2 separate regions of the Sus scrofa genome follow, and region 2 is linked to region 1. Evidence: chromatin contacts called from public HiChIP or PLAC-seq data. All regions are on one chromosome and are shown on one strand. The core of a region is the stretch at or near the end of the contact, and the rest is flanking DNA. Distances in the headings are between cores, read along the strand shown.

Region 1 (6,333 bases), core at 1,825-4,324:
ACAATGTCCTGGAAAGAAGTGTAAACAATTCATTTAAGTTCCACTTAGTGTACAAGCACTTTGCTGAAACTAGACTTAAAGTTAAAAGTTCTTAATCAGCCTATAGTCATTAAGGTGATAGGTAAAATACCAAATCATAACTTTTTAAAAAGGAGTTGAATATTTCTTACACATTTCCTAGGAATACTAGATTCCTATTGGAGACATTACTAAAACTACTTTCAGGACTAAAAGTATACATTTTGCCTATTTTATCTTTTTAACATAAAACCAATTTAAAAACCTATACTATTTAATAATTAAATTAATTTAAAAAGCCTAAATGGTTTACACTGCCATCTCTCTCAAAGACTGAGACATTTAACACCAATTCAACAGTCTGACAAGCAAACAGTTATAAAACATCATTACTTTTCTCTTTCTAGAGCTCACATACAGAAGTTAAGTCAAAATCCTTAGTCATGATATTCAAGGTTTTTCCCTTTCTGTTTAATTTTGCTTATAGAAAAAAGGCTTATATTCTTTCCTAAATCAGTGTTTTTCCTGTGCTTTGTACATAAAACATTTTTAAGATAAGAATATCCAAAGTCATGTTCAAAAAAAATGAATAAAGGGAACAACAAAACTCAATTTTATTTATGAAAAGAGTAAATAGTAACTAAAGAAATAGATACGTGCTTCTAGTCTCTGGGTATACTCTGGATTTACCTTCAAAATAACTGAAAACATAAACAGTACACAGAAAAAGCAGCTTATGTTACCCCCATATATTTGAATGTTCTTATAAAGCATGGTCTCTCTCTGCATTTCCTTATTACACATTAGGTCACATTCCTAAGAGACCTGGTCCACTACGTTTACTACAATTTAAATTTTTTACAAAGTATTGTGAGATCTTTTAGATTAAAGCTTCCTTTGCTATAAAAAATTATAATAAGCATCCAATTAAAAATACATCTTCCATACATTTCAAGTAAAATTCAAGTTAAGAATTTAACAACAGTAATACTCTTAACACAGGTCCTTTAGAAGTTAAGACTCAAAAAAAGCTTTCACTTCTCAGGCCCTTTATAAAAACCACACAGTCATTTAACATCGAATTATTAAAATGTTCTCCCTCCTAAAAGCAGATTAAAGCCTATAAATTAGAAGGAGGCTTAGGGTAAGAGATCCAAGAAAATAATTGCATCAAGTACAAGAGACTACTAACTAATGTTTGTGGAGGATATAGAAAAAACTAAACTAGAAACAAAATCATAAATTAATGATTTTAATTAATCATTCATAATACTGACCCTGAGTCATCAAGAAAGGGTAAATAATACTCAATATCCTTTATAATTTTAAAGTGCTTAATATTTTTAAGAAAAATTTTCATTAGGCTTTTGTTGTATCTTAAGTTTCAGTACAAATCTCAAGAAAGGTAAACAGAACACCTCATTCTCTAAGTGCACCTCACAGAGGCAGTTACACTGCTAATGCTGCAAAATAAGATGTGACATTTTTCTAACTCAGTGTTGGGGGGAGGGAAAGACGGGTGAATTAATGAATTTTTCTTAGAACCTACAAATAATAAACCCAGTTACTTCTTGTTAGATACCTGACCCGGGGTGGGGGGGGGCTTGCTTATGAGACAACAAATTAAATATGAACGTCTATAGCAAGGCATGTCTACCCAAAACACAGATCCACTCAAAAGTGCTCCAGTGTTATTCTTGGGACAATCATACCAGTCTCATCAGCGGGATTTCAGCCAAATTGGAGAGAGTGATGCCATGTGGCTGCTGGGTGAGATAGGGAGAAGTGCAACTTAAGCAAGAATTCAAACTTTAAGTCAGTTCCTACACAATTCAGAGTGCATAGTTCACCCTAAAGTGTCTACCTTTAGCAGGCTATGGGTGTCCACATTTCTCAAGGTTTTCCACAAAGCACCTCAAAAAACCCACTACTTTAAATAGCGAACTTCAACTGTAGCTTTTTAAGCAGCGCTTATTCAGATACCCGCTTGGGAATCCTTTACTGGTATAGGCCCAAGCATGAATTCAGAGTCCTGTTTGCTCCCAGAAGGAACAGCTAAAATTCAACAGCCCGCTCCTGAACCACATCAGGGTGCAGCTGGCCCAGGTTAGGATGCCGCTCCCGCGTCTGGGGCTGCGGGTATCTGGTACACACATGCTCCTTCACAACCAACGTCTGCGGCTGCACCTCCCACACCGTACGACTTCTCTCGGCTACCAGTTTGGTGTTCTGCCGAGGTGCCCAACGCCAAAAATCTCATTGTTGGAAACTAAAGGGGGGAGGGGTAAACAGTAAGGAAGACACACCCCTCAGGGAGAGGATGGATAACTTCCCCCGTCTCCAGGGCGGTCCCCACATTTTTCCAAACTCTCCTCTCATGCTGCTTCCCATCCCCAACGGCCCCTCTCCAGGACCCCGGAAGAGCGCGGGGCGGTGGGTGAGAGCACTGGGAAGAAGCGAGCGCCGGTTCCCCCTGACCCTCGAGAGCGGCGAGGGCTGGAATTCCAGCATGGCGTAAGCGTGGCCCAGCTCCGGCCCAGGGACGCCGGCGGGGACGCGCTCCCTCAGTCCACCGGCGGTGGAGACCGTAATCCGCCTTCCCGGCTGGGGGCCCTCACACCTGGCTAAAAATAGGAGCCTCGGTCACCCCAGGGCCCTCTCCGGCCGACCTCGCCCTCAGGAGACCTGCCAGGAGCAGCCGCCGCGGCTGAACCGGGGTCGAGCCCGGGGCGGCCCGGCGAGGCCGAGAGGCCCCTCAGAGCCCGCCCGCCAGGGCGGCCCGGCCCAGGCAGAAGCCCGGCGGCGGTCACCCGGCGCCCGCGGCCTACCCGGCGGGCGACAGCGGACGGTGTCCCGGCCCCGCGGCCGCGCCCCCCGGCAGGCGCGGCCCTCCAGTCTGCCTGGGACCCCGCGACCGGCGCCCCCTCCCCCTCACGGTCCCCGCGGCCCGAGCCTGGGCCCAGCGGGGCCTTTTCTCTCTTACCCTGAGCGGCCGGGAAAGGAGACCGGGAAGACGCGGCGGCGCCGGCAGTACGGCCCGGGCCGCGCGCTCCGAGTCCCCGCCGCCGCCGCAGTCGCTCAGGTGCCGTCGCGCTGCCAGGCAGGAAACGGGCGGCTTCGGGGCGGGGCGGGGCGGCCCCGGCACGTCCCGGCGTCTGGGCCGGCGGTGCCCGGAGACCAGCCCCTTAAAGGGACAGGAGTCGCCGCCCCGACCCCCGCGCGCTCTGCTGTGAGCTTGGGTAAGTCCCAGCGTCCCGCTGGCTCGGGATTCCGCGGCTTTCCTCCCGAGATAACGTCTCGGTGGAGGGTGGGAGCCCCGGGTCTCGAGGCTCAGTGGAATTCCCTTCCTGCGCGAGAGCCCTGCTCTCTCTAGTCTCTCTCTCTCCTTCCCGAAAAGCTGGTTTCGTCTTGCATGCCCGCCTACAGAAGCACCACCTGGGCCCCGAGACTGGATTTTTTTTTTTTTTTTTTTTTTTTAAGCATTAAGCAAATAGTACTCGATTTCACTTAGCCCATTCCAGATTCCTCCCCACAAATCTCTAGAAAACGGAATCTTCCGTTCCTCTGTCTCCAGAGTTGCTGAATTCTCCTTTGGGCAAAACTGGCGTCAAAGAGAGAGAAATTTTAAACCGACCCAAATAATTGTGTGCAAATATTGTGTAGCTGTTGTGTCTGCCAGCTGGTGGCCATTCATTAAGCCCCGGCAAATAACTAGAATCCGAAGCGGAAAGAAGAGGTTGGCCAGAATCCCTGCTTATTAGTTTGCTCTTGCTACAAGAATGACAGCTGTCTTCCTGGTCACTGGCAAATGAGATGTGTTGATTATCATTACTTACTGCTTAACAATCTCTCCCAGAATGCCAGGCATTGCCCAGAACATATACAAAACATTACAAGCTCTCCTCAAACGTTATGGGAGCTCAAAAATGATTCAAACCCTTTTAGTGTATGGATAGAGATACATAAAATTAGGACTCATCACTAACACCTCTCCCTACCTACTGACAGAGGGGAACAAGAACAATTTTTAAATAACGGATATCAAAGCAGCTCCTACACAGGATTTTCCTTTGTATGGGCTGGCTAAAAACATACTATACATTTGTATTCTAATTACTTTTTTGTCAAAGCTTTCTAGAGCATCCCCGAAGTACAAATGAAAACTGTACAGTATGTGGTAGCCTGAGATGTTGAGAATTCTGCCTGTCTTCAGCCACTATGTTCTCCAGAGACGCATTCTGTCTTATTTTAACTCCAGAAATGCCGCCCTCTTTTTTGTTTCTTAGTAGGGTTACTCAGCACCTCAGTGGTTCCAATGCCCTCAAAGCAATCTATCCCTAAACCATCAGCTGTTTCCTGAGCCTGTGCCAAAGGATCCACCTTCGGTGAAGAGCGAAGCCATTAGTCTCTTAATACAAAGAGGAAAATATACCATTTCTATAAAGGAGTTCAAGGACTCTTGACTAGCCTACAAACGACCATCTAATTTCCTATGGTTAGTACTAAGCAGGTATTGGGTTAGAAAAAAAATCTATCCTTTTTAAGATTTCAGTAAAACCTCAGTGTCATTTTAGAGACCGTAATTTTTAGGTATTTTGTATATGGAGCTTAGGGACATGTTTGCCTTAAATATACCACTTCTTATAGTCAGGGATCACTCATTTTTGTGTTACATAGTTTGAAACAAAGACACATAAATGTATCAGCTATTTCAACTTTTCTAAGTGATTTAACTTTGACTTTTTGAAAGGGAAGTGACTGGATGCTTCATTCCTTCTAAGCTTTATATTTATTCACATCAAAACAAAAAGGTTTACTAGAACTCTTATGAATAAGCCCTAATAGAAATTAAGACCTACCCTCTTAAGTTTTGAAGTATAGTATAATATGATATCATTAACTATAATTAACAGATATAATTAACTTAAGATATAATTAATCTTGGTTGCTGCTTACCAACCAAGTTACTGAAGCAGCAACTAACTTGCTAAAAACAATTAGCACTCCTAGCATCCGAGGTATCTCTAGTTGTAACAACTAAGAAATTAAATTTTATTGAAAACTATGAAGGATAACACTGTTATCTAAACAGTATCCTCCCCAACAAAGTACAATTTACAGGAGATTGCCTTCTGACTTTTAGCATGTCATAATCCTTTTTTCTTAATTTTGAGGGGAAAAAAGACACCCAGTGCATATCTCTCTAGCAGATAGAGAGAAAGCTGGCTATTCCTGTTTTGACTAGGGAAGACTTCTCAGAAGTGGTGAGTTATGTAGAGATATGAGTAATATATGAGTAACAGATTACATCTCCTACTCCACCATTTCAGGGATGGCAGAGATGAAGGTATAATGGAAGCATTAACAGAACTAAAAGTAAAGGGAAAATTCCAGGTTCACCTTCTCCACCGAAGTAATAGAGTGAGGAAGTTCACAGAAACATCTGCAGCTGCAGATCGAGAAGTAATCAGTTATTCTAACAAAGTATCTGGCACATAACTGTGCTTATCAAAGGTCTGCATTGTTCCCGTTGACATGTAATCTCTTCAGGCATATGGCATTAAATGCTTTCATAACAGACTAAAGGTGCCATAAATTATTTGCCTACTCTTTTGCATGAAGAGGTGAGATCTGCGCCCTTCCTTTGAATCTGGGAGGGCTTTGTGACTAATGTGACCAATAGGATATGACAGAAATAACAATGTGCCAAGTTGTATGGGCCCAGACTGTAAGAGAAAGGCAATCAAAAGTTCATTTCCTATCTCTTGGAACTATTGATCTTAGAGCCCTGAACTGCCATATAAGAAGTCCATGGACCCACATGTTCATTGCAGCACTATTCACAATAGCCAACACATGGAAACAACCCAAACGTCCATCGACAGATGACTGGATTAGTAAGATGTGATATATATACACAATGGAATACTACTCAGCCATAAAAAAGAGCAACAATGCCATTTGCAGCAACATGGATGGAACTAGAGACTCTCATACTGAGTGAAGTAAGTCAGAGAGAGACAAACACCACATGATATCACATATCTGGAATCTAATATATGGCACAAATGAACCTTTCCACAGAAAAGAAAATCATGGACTTGGAGAATAGATTTGTGGTTGCCGAGGCGGAGGGAGAGGGAGTGGGATGGCTTGGTAACTTGGGGTTAATAGATGCAGACTATTGCCTTTGGAATGGATTAGTAGTGAGATCCTGCTGTGTAGCACTGGGAACTATGTCTAGTCACTTATGATGGAGCATGATAGTATGAGAAAAAAGAATGTATATGAGGCGGAATATTAACTCAGGTAGTC
Region 2 (6,274 bases), core at 117-2,616, 940 kb before region 1:
ACATCAGAGTTGTCAGACAGAGCTGCCTTCTTTCTCTTGACAGAGGTCAGCTTACAGAGAAACCTATGTGGCAAAGAACTGGATGGAGCTTAGAAGCTAATCCCCACCAAATAGAACCTTGAGAGGTCAGCAACCTCCCCTCCTGAGTTAGGGAACCCACTCAAACTGCACCCACATTCCTGATCCACAGAAAATGTGAGCTAACAAACTTTTGCTGTTTTAAGCCACTAAATTTTGGAGTATCTTGTAATTCAGCAACTAATGCACTCAGTTTTTCTCGGATTACTACCCAAAGTTACGGCACCATTATGACAAAACTACTCATCATTATTAGGCATTATTGGATGGCCACTGAATTTGGCAGCAAAACAAAACCCACGTCTTGTCTCTCATCCCAAATACATAACTATTTTTCACATGATTTAAATGGCCGATGACTCAAGCTTTTCTGTTTAATAGGAGCAGCTTGCATTAAGCCGAAACTGGCTTCCATTCCTTTAAGCATTCTCCAGCAAATATTCTGCAAGTTTGGTCCCCTTTCAACATCAGGTTTCAACTAAAATACCACCTCCTCAGAGGCCTTTCCCGACTAGCCATTTTGGTGAAGCCATTACCTAGCCCACTGTCAACCACATTTCCTTCTGTCTCCATTAACTTCTCACTACTCACTATGTAGTGGTTTATTCAGCAGTTTGTATATTGCCACTCTCCATGACACTGTTCACCACTCCTGTTATTCCTTTTATCTGTTACACGATAAGGACCCAACAAGTAATATTTGCGGGCTAAAAAGAAATGGAAAACAAAAACTCAGGTCCAGGAAAAATGATCTAGAGAAACGGAGAGGTTGGTAAAGTACCCATCAGGCAAAACCAACAATACCCGGCTTGAAAGCCTGAGAACTAGAGACCAGGATTACAAGAAAGTTACAGGAATGGAAACAGAAGTTGGTTCTGGGACTTAAAGCCCTGCAGGGGCCCGGGCAAGTGGATGAAGGGGTGCGGACCTAGTGAGGACAGTGCGGACCAGCGACGAGCAGGAGGGACGACCCAGAGAGTACTTTACCCGAGTCGCCCCCCGGCACCGAAGGGGGCAGCGTGAGGGTGAACACCGCGGCCACAGCGGCGAACACGGCGACGCCGCCACGGAGGCCCCTGGAGCGCCGTGGCCCCACTCGGGCTGCCGGCCCCTCGGCCAGGCCCCCGCCGTCTCCATGGAGACCCATGCGTCAGAGGAACCGAGAAAGGAGGACGCGTGGTACCCCAGGACTAGGAGCTTCACTGTGCCCCTAGGCGAGAGCCCAGCGCGTTGCGCGGCGGCTGCGGCGGCTTCCGGGTCGGTCCGGGTGGGCGGGACGCACCTTTCTGCGCCGGCGCGGGGGGCAAAAACCGCCCAGCCTCGCGGGACTAGGCCTGGGCAGCCTTCTGGCGGCGCACGGCGCATCGGGGTTTACAGAAGTATAACTTGCTTCCCAGTAGCGCATCACAGGAGACACCCTTCCTTTAGGAAACCAAGCCTCGCCCAGGGTCGTCGTCTCTATGGCCTCCTCCCTTCCCGGTGACTTGGTCGGAGCTGACAGAGACGGGAGGGGGGTTGCAAAGCGGGCGTGCGAAAGGGCCGCGACTGCCCCCAGCGGTGTGGGGTGGAACTACACTAAGGGCCCCAGACTGTGAGCCTGAGGATCCGTGTGCGCAGTGTAAGCCTCATATGTTTACTACGAGTAATTATAAACCTGTATGCTAATTGTTCAATCGCTGAGTTATTTTCAAAGGTTAAAATAAGCTAGGTTGGTTTTTATTTTTTGGGTTTTTTTAGTAGCATGAGGAGAACTAGGGAGATGTGAAACTTGAGTTTCTGTAGTGATACAAATAATTCATGTCATGGTAAAAAGAACTCCTTTACTGAAGAGGTGTATTTGGTGGAGCTTTGACCACACACTGGGAATGAAACCAAGACACTGCATTTTCCAGTTAGCTGCAACACAAAAAAGGAATGGGGAGTTCCCATCATGGCGCAGTGGTTAATGAATCCGACTAGGAACCATGAGGTTTCAGGTTCGATCCCTGGTCTTGCTCAGTGGGTTAAGGATCCGGCTTTGCTGTGGCTGTGGCATAGACCAGCAGCTGTGACTCCGCTTAGACCCCTAGTTTGGGAACCTCCACATGCCGCCGGAGCGGCCATAAAATAGTAAAAAAAAAAAAAAAAAAAAAAAAAGGAATGGGAACTCTTGAGACCACCTCATAGCACATTCTTGGTAAGATCTTTAGTAAGATCTTTAAGCTCAGATTGTACATTATTATATGGATTATTCTGGAGGGGGAGGGGAGGAGAGCAGCCTCCCTGGAATGCATCTCAAAATACAGTGAAGATCATTGACAATCTAGGACATGTTACAAGCAATCTGACAGGAACACAGAATCGCAAATGTAGAGTAACTAATACACATCTGCATAGATTGGCAGACGTTATGCCAGCATCTTAGGTATTTACATAATGCTTCCTCGGCTATATCGTGGGTCCCTGGGGGGCAGGTAGGCAGCTTCTAAAATGGCTCCCAATAATCCCCTACTCCTGGTACTGACTCCCTTATGTGATCCTCTCCCCGTATGGGGGGTGGGGTCGGGGGGGAGTGGGCTGAATCTAGTGACTCACTTCTATCCATAGAATAAGGTGAAAGTAACAGTTGTCCCTTTGGAGATTAGGTTATAAACCACAGGCTTCCATCTTGCTAACTCTCCCCCTGATGGGCACCACCTCTCTTGTCCTCTGCTTGTTCACTCTGATGAAGCTACCCATCATGGTGTGGGATGCTTGGTGGAAACGCCCACTCCATAAAGAGTAGCAAGGAACCGAACATCACCTCCAGCCGACAGCCAGCCAACAACTAGCAAGGAACTGAATCCCGCTAATACCTCATGAGGGAGGCAGGGTGTAGATGCTCTGTTAGTGACCCTTGAGGTGATAACAGACTCCCACCAAGACCTTGATTATAGCCTAAGAGAGACCCTGAGGTAGAGGACCCAGCTAAGTCTCACCCAGATTGCAGTCCAACAGAAACTGTGAGATAGTAAGTGTTGCTGTTTCAGTCCACTAAATTTGGGGTAATTTGTTACTCAGCAATAGATTTCTAAGACAGCCTGCCTCCTATTTCTTTTCTGAAAGAGTATGCCAGTGATTAATACTGGCTGAGCCAAGCATGTGCTTAACTTTCCCTTTTTACATTTCATCTTTTGCTCATGAGCTTTGTAAAAGATAAAATGTTTATCATGGCAAATTACTTTCAAAAGAGCAAAATTATCTGTCCATAGTCAAGAGGCAGAGATCAGCACTAGAAGTTTGTTTGAATTTGGGAGTTGTCACAGATGAGGTGAATGAAGAAGTTCACGGAGGCATAACGTAGTGAGAAGAAGGTTGAGGTCATGTGTTAGCCCACATCTTCCTTTAGGGAATGGCAGAAAAGCAGACAACAGTTCAAGAGAAGGATGTGTCACAGGGCGCTAAGGAAGAAATGATGTCAGTTAAGTATGTGTGGTCAGATTGTCAAAGAGAGAGAAGGACGGTGAGGAGGCCCACATCCTGGTTTATGGGGTTGAGTTTATACCATTTGGAGAATTCTTTAAGCAAAAGAATACAAAACTGCAGATAGAGAATTAGATACAGGTATCGGAAGGAGCCTGTGCTGGAGACAAGCTGTGGAAAAAGAAATTTTTTTAATTGAAGTATAGTTGATTTACAACATTGTGTTAGTTTCAAGTGTACAGCAAAGTGGTTCAGTTATACATAGCTATTCTTTTCCAGATTCTTTCCCACCATAGGTTATCACAAGATACTGAATCTAGTTCCCTGTGTCTACAGCTGGTCTTGTTGTTTATCTATTTTATACATGGTGAGTATCTGTTAATCCCAGACTCCCAATTTACCCCTCCCCACCTCCCCTTTGGTACCCATATGATTCAGGCTGTGAAATTTAAGCTTTGTTGACTTCATGGCTAATCTCCTTTGAGGATGAAGAATGGCCAGTTCCGTGTGTGTGTGTGTGTGTGTGTGTGTGTGTGTGTGTATCTGGCAACCTCTGAGGAAGCTGGCTGACTCTTCCATCCTTCCTCAAGTGCCCTCTCCTCCAGGATTCGGTGACAGCCCTCAGCCCTTTGGCTTTCCTTTTAGCCCTGGCCTCTGCTCTGGCTTGCTTCTGTCAGTTCTCCACAGATTCGAGTGCACCAGGCCGTAGACTGTTCTCTCTCTTTCTACCTTCTTTCCCAAGATGATCTTATCAAAATTTTAAATAGTAACTAGGCTGATAAATCTGAAAACAATACACCACTAACCTGTCCTTTAAGCTATAGCCTTTTTTAAACAAACAATGTGATTTCTCCATTTTAATATCTAAGCAGCATTTCAAACCTGGTAGTTTCTTTAAAAAAACTAAAAATAGAACCATCGTATGATCCTGGGCATTTATCCAGAAAAGATGAAAATTCTAATTCAAAGAGATACAGAAATTGAAATAAAGTCAAATGTGTCTTAATCTTAAAAATATCTGTGAAATTCTGGATTTAGAAACTTTGGATTGGAAATTAGCTACCTGGAATACTGTCCAATAAGCCATGTACAATAAAACAGGACAATACAAGAAAACACAAACATCCCTCTTAAGTGCCTTAGAAAAATAATTTTAAACATTTAAATGTGTTAGTAAGCACAGGAATTTAAAATAAAAGGTATTTTCATGTTTCTAATTATCAAAGGTTTTTTATTGAAATATAGTTGATTTACAATATTGTATTAATTTCAGGTATGCAGCAAAGTGATTCAGTTACAGATTCTTTCTCATTAGAAATTATTACAAGATATTGAATATTCTTCCCTATGCTATACAGTAGGTCCTTATTGTTTATTTTATATATAGCAGTGTGTATCTATTAATCTCTTTTATTAAGTTTTATTTTATTTTTAAATGATTTTTAATTTTTTCCATTATTGTTGGTTTACAGTGTTCTTTCAGTTTTCTACTGTACAGCAAAGTGACCCAGTCACACATACATATACACATTCTTTTTCTCACATTATCCTCCGTCATGCTCCATCACAAGTGACTAGATATAGTTCCCGGTGCTATACAGCAGGATCTCATTGCTTATCCATGCCAAAGGCAATAGTTTGCATCTATAAACCCCAGATTCCCAATCCATCCCAAGTATCTATTAATCTCAAACTCCTAATTTATCCCTCCCTCTTTCCCCTTTGGTAACCATAGATTATTTTCTGTGCCTGTGAGTTTGTTTCCATTTTGTGAATAAGTTCATTTGTATCATTTTTTTATATTCCACATATGTTACATTGTATGCTATTTGTCTTTGTCTGTTTGACTTACTTCACTTAATAAAATAATTTCTAGGTCCATTCATGTTGCTCCAAATGGCATTATTTCACTCCTTTTTATGGTGGGTAATATTCATATATTTGTGTGTGTGTGTGTGTGTGTGTATATACAAACCACATTTGCTTTACCCATTCATCTGTTGATGGACACTTCGGTTGCTTCTGTCTCTTGGCTATTGTAAATACTGCTGCTATGAAAATTGGGGTCCATGTATTTTTTTCTATTTAGTTTTTTGCCTTTTCTGGGTATATGCCCAGGAGTGGAATTGCTAGATTTTAGGGTAGTTCTATTTTTAGTTTTTTGAGGAATCTCCATACTATTCTCCATAGTGGCTGCACCAGTTTACATTCCCACCAACAATGTAGGATGGTTTCCCTTTCTCCACACCCTCTCCAGCATTTATTATTTGTAGACTTTCTGATGATGACCATTCCAAAGATATTTAATATCTCTAGAGTACTTGTGATAAAGGAATTTAGTGTAACATTTTAGAGGGCAATTTAGCTACATGTATCAACAATCTGTAAGATACTCATATAATTTGACCTAGACTTATGAATAAACATATGAAAATGTGTTCAACTGTATTAGTAATCAGAGAAATGCAAATTAAAACCACAATGGGGGGAGTTCTAGTTGTGGTTCAGTAGAAACAAACCTGACTAGTATCCATGAGGATGTGGGTTTGATCCCTGGCACCATTCAGTGGGTTAAGAATCCAGCATTGCCATGAACCTTGGTGTAGGACAGCAGCTACAGGTCTGATTTGACCCCTAGCCTGGGAACTTCCATGCACCGCAGGTGTGGACCCCTCCCCCCAAAAAAATAACAACCCACAAATGGGATACTACATACCAGGTTAGCAAAAATGAAAGTCAAATTGTGTATAATATT

The links. HiChIP or PLAC-seq counts read pairs in DNA pulled down with a chosen protein or histone mark.
Region 2: an H3K27ac HiChIP or PLAC-seq map of alveolar macrophages shows a contact between it and region 1. The contact joins the promoter of TMEM260 here to the promoter of KTN1 in region 1. A contact is called at or near these places in 1 of 5 promoter capture datasets (liver) and 1 of 2 datasets of contacts at active chromatin or transcription factors (alveolar macrophages).

Annotation. Positions count from the first base shown.
Region 1 is chr1:184,878,611-184,884,943 of Sscrofa11.1, reverse strand. KTN1 (kinectin 1) reads right to left here and starts at 3,074. Exons shown (of 44, transcript NM_001258303.1): 1 at 3,002-3,074.
Region 2 is chr1:185,816,589-185,822,862 of Sscrofa11.1, reverse strand. It overlaps TMEM260 (transmembrane protein 260), which reads right to left and starts at 1,366. Exons shown (of 14, transcript XM_013993447.2): 1 at 1,066-1,366. The coding sequence starts at 1,225. LOC110262235 (a long non-coding RNA gene) reads left to right here and starts at 1,361. Exons shown (of 3, transcript XR_002347053.1): 1 at 1,361-1,696.